Regions from separate parts of the Pan troglodytes genome. Here region 1 is linked to region 2. Evidence: chromatin contacts called from public HiChIP or PLAC-seq data. All regions are on one chromosome and are shown on one strand. The core of a region is the stretch at or near the end of the contact, and the rest is flanking DNA. Distances in the headings are between cores, read along the strand shown.

What was found. HiChIP or PLAC-seq counts read pairs in DNA pulled down with a chosen protein or histone mark.
Region 1: an H3K4me3 HiChIP or PLAC-seq map of stem cell-derived excitatory neurons shows a contact between it and region 2, with 14 times the contacts expected there. The contact joins the promoter of SCLY here to the promoter of RAMP1 in region 2. A contact is called at or near these places in 2 of 7 Hi-C or Micro-C datasets (blood and stem cell-derived neural progenitor cells) and 1 of 1 datasets of contacts at active chromatin or transcription factors (stem cell-derived excitatory neurons).

What each region holds. Positions count from the first base shown.
Region 1 is chr13:140,232,716-140,237,326 of NHGRI_mPanTro3-v2.0_pri, forward strand. It overlaps SCLY (selenocysteine lyase), which reads left to right and starts at 2,628. Exons shown (of 12, transcript NM_001302528.1): 1 at 2,628-2,750. The coding sequence starts at 2,662.
Region 2 is chr13:140,032,410-140,036,880 of NHGRI_mPanTro3-v2.0_pri, forward strand. It overlaps RAMP1 (receptor activity modifying protein 1), which reads left to right and starts at 2,982. Exons shown (of 3, transcript XM_516183.8): 1 at 2,982-3,144. The coding sequence starts at 3,093.

The DNA of each region.
Region 1 (4,611 bases), core at 1,378-3,877, 200 kb after region 2:
CACCTCTCACTATCTTCATGGAGATGCCATTCCTCAAATGTCTGGCCACTATGGGGCACTTGTGTTTGTATTAGAGACATCTTGGTAGGTCATCTGTTGCATGTGTGACCAGTATACTTGGAATGGTGGTAGCTGCTGCTGCATGTTGTACCCTAAATTGTTTTCAGCTGGGCTACCTCAGCACCTGGGCTTCTGTATGTTTGTACTCAATTCTTTCGGGGTATCACCAGCCATCTTGGACACTATCTTGTCTGACTCCACCACTACACTCACTATGTTCACCTGGAAACACAAACCTTATTGCTGCCTAACTGGCCCAAGGAGTGCTTGGGATGAATCGTCACCTTGTCCATTGTCCTTGGGCTCCTATCCTTACAGCCTTCCAAACAGATTTAGAGAATGAATTCTCCCCATGCCTATCAACTTCCCTAGCCACCTTTACTCTTAACTTCATCCCCTATCGTCTCCTCCAGGACTTTGGCTCCTCTTTCTTGCATGTCCTGTTAGCTACCTCCCTTTAGCCTATGAACATGTTCAGTCTCTATTTGCTCTTAATCTTTTTTTTTTTTTTTTTTTTTTTTGAGACGGAGTCTCACTCTGTCACCCAGGCTGGAGTGCAGTGGCATGGTTTCAGCTTCACTGTGTAACCTCCACCTCCCAGGTTCAAGTGATTATCTTGCCTCAGCCTCCCCAGTAGCTGGGATTACAAGCATGCACCACCATAGTCGGCTAATTTTTGTATTTTTAGTAGAGACGGAGTTTTGCCATGTTGGCCAGGCTGGTCTCGAACCCCTGACCTTAGGTGATCCGCCCACCTCAGCCTTTCAAAGTGCTAGGATTACAGGGGTGAAGCACCGCGCCCAGCTTGCCTGTAATCTTATACGCCTTTTTAATTCCTCCTTTCTCAACCGTTTTAAGAGTTGACTGCATTCTTCATTTTTTCATATCCCATCTTTGCATTCTAACTTCCATGCCTCTCCCATGACTGAGACTTCTCTCGCTAGTTTATCAGTGCCTCCTAATTGTTACGCACAGTAGACTTCGGATTGCCTCTCAGCCACACTTTACACTATTATCTGTCTTCTTGACTTTTTTGACATTCCTTCTCAATTCCCTTTCCTTTCCTCCTCTTTTGACTGTTCTCATGCTCCTGTGCATCCATTTGCTTCTTAAATGTTGGTGGGCCCTTTGCTACTGGCTGCATTTGGCAAGAAATGAGCTGCGTTTATAGGGAAGAATGAGAGGGAATGAGTCCAGAAATGTGCAGATTTGCTGTGCTGGAAAAGCCAAGTTATTCTGGACCCCAACAGGACACAAAATAGAGAAAGCCCATGAAAAGCCAATTAAAATTCAACCTCTTGGCAAAGCATGCTTGAAACCGAATTTTGGCTCCAGCCACTACTCGTGTGAACTTGGGCAAGATGCCTTTCTGTATCTTGGATTCCTCATACATAAATACCTACCAGACTGGGTTAATCATCAAGATTAAATTAGTGAACACACGAAAAATACCTAGAACACTGCCTGGCATAGTTCAAGGCTCAATTAAAGGTAGACACTATTATGCCAAAAAAAAAAAAAAAAACCCAAAAAACAAAAAAAGTGACGGTAGGATGGCTTCGTGAGAGTTCAGGGATTTTTGCTCATTTTTACCACTTTCACACTGACTTTTCGTAATGGTTGGCGGGACACCAACCATTGGTGGATGTTTACACTTGTGACTGTCTCACAGACAACTCAACATGTCCAAAGCTCAACCCATCATCTTTCCCCCTCCCGTGTTCCCTCTTACCCAGATAAAGGCACTAACATCTTCCCAGTCACTTGTCTAATCCTTGCTTCCTTCCTGTCCCTCATGCCCCAATTCCTATTTAACGGCCTAAACAGATCTTGAATTAATCTTTCCTGCGTTTCCACGCCCACTTAGAGTCCCTCATCTCTGGCCCTATTTTCTCAATGCCCTCCCATCCTCTACTCCAGATCCCCTCAAGTCCATCCTCGATGCGTGACTCTTAACTTCACGCCATCCAGGTCCCCTATGGAGCCGCTCCCACTAACGGACGCGCAGGTCCAGCGGACCTGCTCATCACTGTCCAGGGTGGCCTGCGGGAGACCCCCGGGGCCCTGGCCCTGCTGCCGCGGTCCCGGCACTTCCCCTCGAGGGTTCGCGGCGAACAAGGCGGCGCGGCCCCGGCTCTCCCGGAGTGCACGGTCCCGCGCTCATGCGGCTAGAGGGAGGCACCCGCAAGACTGCCCAGCCGCCTCTGCTCCTCAGGTCCAGCTCGGGCCCCGCCTGCTCTTACGCCGACTAACCGGCCACGGCCCGATGGCGGCCCTGCCCCAAACAGCGAAGGTCACGGGGCTCCCCCGGAAGTGAAAGTGCGGGGATCCGCCGGCCCAGGAGACGCGGCTCCTCTCGCCCAGTTCCCGGGAAGCTCTGTGACGCGCTAGGCCCCGCCCCCACCCGTCACCTGACCCAGCGCAGCCCCGCCTCCCCGCTGGGGGCTCGGCGGCCCTCTGAAGCGGGTGGATTGGCTGGGGGTGCTTCGCTCAGCCAATCCGGACGCGCCCAGGCGTCGCGGCCCCGCCTCCTCCCCGGCGCTCTGGGCCCTTAGCGCTCCGCGGGAAGGAGGCTGGAACCCCGGCAGCAGTGGGGCGGGGATGGAGGCGGCCGTGGCGCCGGGGAGGGATGCGCCGGCACCCGCGGCGAGTCAGCCCAGCGGCTGCGGGAAACACAACTCGCCGGAGAGGTGCGCGCCTTCAGGGCAGGGCCGGGGAGCGGCCGGCGCCTGTCGCCGATTGTCCCGCGCGGGAGGACGAAGGGGGCTGCCGGCCTGTGGCCGCTCTCGCGTGGGGCGTCCCGCGCGGGGGTGTCCGCGAGGTCGGCCTAAGTCAGGGATGCGAGCTTCGAGGAGGAACGGGTGCGAGCTGTGGCCCCGCAAGGGCCCACGGAGAGGTGACTTTGGGGCCGAAACCCGAGTGACTTCCAGGGGTGAGGTTTGCAGGTTCTGGGGAAACAGAGCCTGCCAGGAAGAGGGCACACCAGATGCGAAGGGCAGGGGACTTGCCGGAGGTGAACCGGCAGAGCCCCTGAGCCCGGGAAGAACTTTGGGGTTCATTCGGAGCCTTTTGGGGCCTCGGAAGTTGATCACGGGGCGATGCGATTTAAGTGTTTTGAAAGAGTCCTTCTGGCTGCTTCCTAGAAAGTAGGGGCGCGGGTAGGCATGGGACGAGAGGAAGCCGGGAAGCCAGTTGGGGATCTTGTAACAACCTAGGAGAGAGATGTGGTGTGCGCCCAGAAACGGATGCGTTGGTAGGAAGCTGGTGCACTGGGGCAGGTGAAAGGGAATCAAGGGTTCTCCCAGACTGCTGGCCCAGCTGCAGGAAACGGGATGGCCACCGCTGAGAAGCGCGGAGACCCGGAGCACGTGGTGTTCATACTAGTTAAGTCCGAGAAGAGCAGGAGGCAGGGGTATGCATTTTCTGGTTTGTGTGTCTTCTTTCCAGACCCCTCTTTTTCCTTTTTGTGAGCTCATTCGCTACCCATGCTTAGAATATGAGGGGGTCCAGGCCTAAAGCACACACATTTGGCATTCTGCCTTGGTTGGAACAAAGTGAAGGGATCTGGGAAAATATCCCCTAGGGAATCAGTGGAGCGAGATTCCCAAGATTTTTTATTTTTTGGTTATGAACTAACAAAGTTGAGCCTGCTCATCCAATACTGATAGCATTTTAAGGAAGCAGCAAATAATGAAGCAAAAGAATGTGTAAAGTATTAATCTGAACAAAATAGATTTGTTCAGCCCAGCAGCAGATTGAAGAGCTATAGTTGCTCAACAAACACTAGCTAGCCTTAGGTACTTTGGATGCTTATTTATAGGAAAGAAAAACAGATTTAAGGACACATGCAAAGTCAAGCCGGGCTGGGGGATTCCTAGGACTATTAATACTAGTACCAGAGTGGTAAAGGATGGCGAGTCAAACTTGTCAAAGCCTTGTACCTATTGAGTGATTTTTTTTTTTTTTAATTGAGATGGAGTCTCACTCTGTCACCCAGCCTGGAGTGCAGTGGCGCAGTCTTGGCTCACTGCAACATCCACTGCCCGGGTTCAAACGATTCTCCTGTCTCAGCCTCCCAAGTAGCTGGGATTACAGGCACGTGCCACCACGTCCAGCTAATTTTATTGTATTTTTAGTAGAGATGGGGTTTCGCCATGTTGGCCAGGCTGACCTTGAACTCCTGACCTCAGGTGATCTGCCCGCCTTGGCCTCCCAAAGTGCCGGGATTACAGGCGTGAGCCACAGGGCACAGCCTGTTGAGTGATTTTGAACAGAAAAGATGCTTCATTACAACTAATGCACATTCTGTCCACACTCAGTGGCTTAACAGCCACAGTTAGTCATTGTATCTGGGTTTTCATGTGGATTGGTGTAAGCACTGTTTATTTAAAAACTAGATAAATTAATATCAGGCAGGACTACTACTACACATTTTTCTAAAGGCTTTTGAAGGTTTTGGATATTAGTAAAAAGATATACAGATAAATTTTACTTAGTGAGGGATCTTTCAGGGAATTTGTACTTTCTGTGGCATTTATTTTGTCATCTTAT
Region 2 (4,471 bases), core at 1,732-4,231:
CAGGGGCTCCAGTTACACCTTAGAGTTGCCACCTGGAGTTGCCTCATGGCTCTCTGATGCTTTGTTCTTTTATTGTTTTTAAGTTACGGGATGTAATAGCTACTTGGAAATCATTTGCTCCTGTTAGTTCTTGCTTTTAAGTTTTGTTAGGCAGCACCAGAATAGCCTTTGTAATTTTTACTGACTACAGAGAGGGACTTGCCCTTCTAATTATGCTCTGATGTTCTGTGTATTTCAAGATTTTTCCACTACGGTTGGTGGGAACTGGAACTATTCCCAGCTGGGTGTGGGCTCTTAGACTCTTTTCCCTTGGGTAGTGTCCTTAGATGTGTGGGCTGAGACTCAAGTGGGACCCTCTGTGATCTCTCAAGCGCATTCTTTGCGCAGCTCTTTCCTCTCCGGTACTATGCCCTGCCAGCGTTAACTGCCTGGCTTCCCCAGACTCTCTTTGGGTTTCCTTTCTCCATCTGTGGTCTGCAAACTCCAGGCAGTGAGCAGTTGTAGCACTCACCTTATTTGTTTCCCTGCTCTCAGGGGTCCCTGCACTTCTTGTGGTCCACTGTGACAACTGTTGTTTCATACATTTTGTCCAGTTTTTTAGTTTAAGATGGGAAGGTGAGTCCAGTCCCTGTAACTTCATCTCGGCTGGAAGCAGGAATCTTATGTTAATAGTGAATTTTTAGCAGTGTTGACCAGGCTTTGATTGTATCTTTAGCCCTACTGTGTATGCAGTAAAGCACTTGGCCATTTTCTGATCTCTTCCATTGTTTAACCTAATGCCCCTCTAGACTGAGGTACCCTGGGAGAGGAATGATTTTCCATGCTACCTCTGACCAGTTAGAAATACAGATACATCAGACTACAACTTCTGAAGACGGGAAGCCCACAGTAGTTGCTAAGGAATCTCTTACTTAGACCCAAGGTACACACAGGAAAATCATTAGGACAGAACATGCCTCTAGGTGTGTGCCTTACTTCAGCATTCTCCAGAGAACTGTGAATTTCTAAAGCATGTGAACTTGAGAAATAGGCTTTGTCTTCTTAGGAAAATGTATCCTTTAGGGGGTGTTGAGAAAACAGCAGTGACAGGGGCCTCTGGCCTTGCCTCCTTGCAGTCAAGCTTCAAAGAGAAAACGTTGGGAAGGAAGACTCCTGCTGAGCCTGATGAAAGAGGAGTCCCAGTTGCCAACCAAAAACATGCAGCCAAAGTCCACAAGCTACAAGTAGAAAGGGTGGCTCAAGCCAGAGTCCCTGGATATGGAGGGCGAGTGATGGCTGCAGAAAGATGCAGGTTCTTCTCCCCTACTATGACTGGCCATCGCCTAGTGCAGGATGTACGGTGGCCCTGTCCCAGGGCTGCGCTGGCAGCCACCCTTCCCCACTAGCTGTGCTGCTCTCACATGGCACGGCCTCTGGCTGCCAGGCCTGTGCTCGGGCCTGCGTTTCCCTTGTGCCCTTCTCTCCACCCAGCCCTCAGGACTGCCTGGGCTGCATTTTGTCCAAAGTCCTTTGTCTCCTTGCTTGCACTGCAGCTGAGGCAAGTGTCCCTTGTTCCGGGTGGCTCCTGTATTGTGGCGCTCATGTTATTGAGAGTTTTAGAGGTCACCCCCTAGATTCACCAATTGAAGGGCAGGGCTGGTCGATCTAACAGTGTCTTGCACATAGGGACACAAATGTCTGTTAAATGAAGAAAGTAGGGATGCCAGGCCACCCAATGGGGTGTATCTCCTAGGGTTCAAGAACAAGGGCTAATCAAGTCAAGAGAATGTGTGCCCTCCCCCACCATCTCACCCCTCACTCTCAGAACACTTGGGGCCCCTGCACAGGTGGTAGGCATGCTGGCCCTGAGTGCCCTCGCAGCCTGTGTTAGAAGAACCAGTGGATGACCTCGCTGTCGGCTGTCTCCCCTTCTCTAAGCTTACTGCAGGTGGCAGCAGCCTCTCAGCCACAGACTGTTCCCTTTCCTAGGAGAAAACGTTGGTCACTCAGCAATGCTGTGCACTTGCAGCTTCCACCACAAAAGAGACAGCTGTGGCCGCAGCACCAGGGTGGTGATTCTTCCCCCTCCAAGGGCAGTGGTGCATTCCTTAGCACAAGTATAAATTTACTGTTGCTAAGAGTTCTCGGAACAGGATAATACAAGAAGGAACCACTGCAAGTGAAATCCAGCCACCAGTAATGCCGAGAGGCCAGGCCTGTGCCTCCCAGAACCTGCTCCTCCGTAGGCTTCCCCGGCCCATCTCCAGAGCGCCCTCCTCTCACCACTTTACATAAACGAATGTACCCAAGATCCCCCATCAGTTTTCCATGCAGCTGCCAGAGTGCCACCAAAGCAAACCTCATCTCAGGACTCTGTGGCCAGGCCCTCACAACCTCCTGCCAGGCTCTCGCTACCTACCCATCAACGGCAAGACTCCCAGGCCATCTCAATCCCCCCAAAGAGCCCTGTTCCTCCAGCCCCACGGCTTCTGTTCACCTGCCGTGCTGTCCCCGCCTCTGCCCACCCACTCATCCTGCAGATCTGGAGCAGCATTCCAGGGCCTGGTAAGTGTGCGCCATTTTGGGTTACTACGGGTCTCGCCAGGCGCGGCGGCGAGTTTTGCCCCCCACGCTCCCCAGCGCCTGCACCTGGGCGGAGAGGTAGATAAGGCTGGGAGATCTTAGCCTTTTGCAAGGCAAACACCAGGCAGGAACGCCCAGAACCTCGGAGGAGGAGGAGGGGAAGATCCCCAGGTGGAGACCAAGGTGCCGCTCACGCTGAGTCGTCTAGGAGACCCTCCCTAGTTTAAAAAGTGTTTATTTGCTGGGAGAACATTTCAGGAGGCCTTCCTGGGACCCCAAGTGTGCCGCCCCCCGGGAGGGGCCTGGAGACGCCCGCGCGGCCCCCCTGCAAGGTTTTACCGGCCCTGGGCGCCCCCGGCCCTGGCACCCAGCCGGGGAGCCGCAGTGGGCCGGGCCGCGCGGCCGCCGCCTCCCACCGCTCCCGCGCCCGCTCCCGCCCCCGGCGCGTCTCCTCCGGGCCCGCGCCGCGGCGGGCTCAGTCCTCAGCGGGGCGCGTGGCGAGCGGACTCGACTCGGCACCGCTGTGCACCATGGCCCGGGCCCTGTGCCGCCTCCCGCGGCGCGGCCTCTGGCTGCTCCTGGGTGAGTAGGGCCAGGGGTCTCGGCCGAGCTCCCTTCCCCTGGCCAGCCGGTGTCCTCTAGGGGAGAGGAGGGGAGCGGGTGGGGGCGGACGCCGCGGGCGCACAGATCCGCTGCCCTTGAACGCGGGCCGCCCCGGTTCCAGGCGGGAGGCCCCAGGGTACAGGGGAGGCGGAGGGCGCGGACCGGTGTTGCGCTTCTCGCCGGGGAAGGGACGGCTTTGGGGACGTCGGAGAGCGGGCATTCTGGAAAGCGTGGGGCGAGTCAGCCCTGCACACTGGAGAAGTAGTTTTCAGAAGGAAAAACAGGACGCGGGATTCCCCAGCCCCGCACCTCGTTTCTCAGGCTGTGCGCCGCGGTGACTGCCAGCGCAGGCTCCCTTCCCTAGGCCGTCCCGCGTTGCAAAACCTGCAGACAGGCAGCTTGCAGAAGACGCAGTGTTCGGAAATCAGAACCACAGCCGGTTTGTATGGAAATTAGTCAACACTGACAATCTGTCGCCTGCAGCAGTTGCTTGTTTGCAAATCACGTCTTTTGCAGAAATGAGGCCAGCCCTTTTCGGGACATTTCCATCGCTTTTTTTCTTTTTTCTTTTGGTTTGCTTGTTAACTTGGCACTTTTGGCTAATAGAAATTTAAAGAAGGACGGGTCCCTTGGTGAAGTGGTGGAACATGTTTGGCTTTCCACTTGGAGGGAGAAGTGGAGATTAGCAGCAGCCCCATGGCCACAGGAACTGGCCACACACTCGGCAAGAAACGGTGCTGTTCACTTCCCTTGTCTGTAATGTGTTCCTAAAATGCTAACTCAAGCCCCTTCTAAACCGCTTTGGTTATTGCATTATTCCGTGTATTTAGCTACCTTTTAACGGAAACTGTGAATAGGTTACTGGCGTGGGAGAACCCAGTGTCCCTGGGAAGGCCGGAGCAGTTGTTTCTGGTATGTGTGGCCTTTCCCCGGAAACAGTGATGTTGGTCAGAGGCACCTGCCGCACAAGACCTCTTCGGCGCTGGCACTGGGCAAGCAGGGACCACCGGCGCTGTTGTAGCTGGGGGAGCGGTTCGTGGCCCAGCAAGGAGAGCGGCCAGGGCTTCTTGGGAGCCATGGATTTCTGGTCCCTATTTGTAAACCTCTCCAAGGGGTGGCAGATCTGCATAGAATCCTCAGAGGCCGATATAATATAATCTGAAAGCGGATCTTGCCACTTTAGAGTTTTGGCTGAAGTTACGTGGAAAGCAGAATCTCGCAGTAATTTTATTCTCTCCATTTGGCTTGACATGGCCTTCACTGTTTTCGTTTCCTAAGAAACAAATATTTCTTTGTTAGCAAGGCA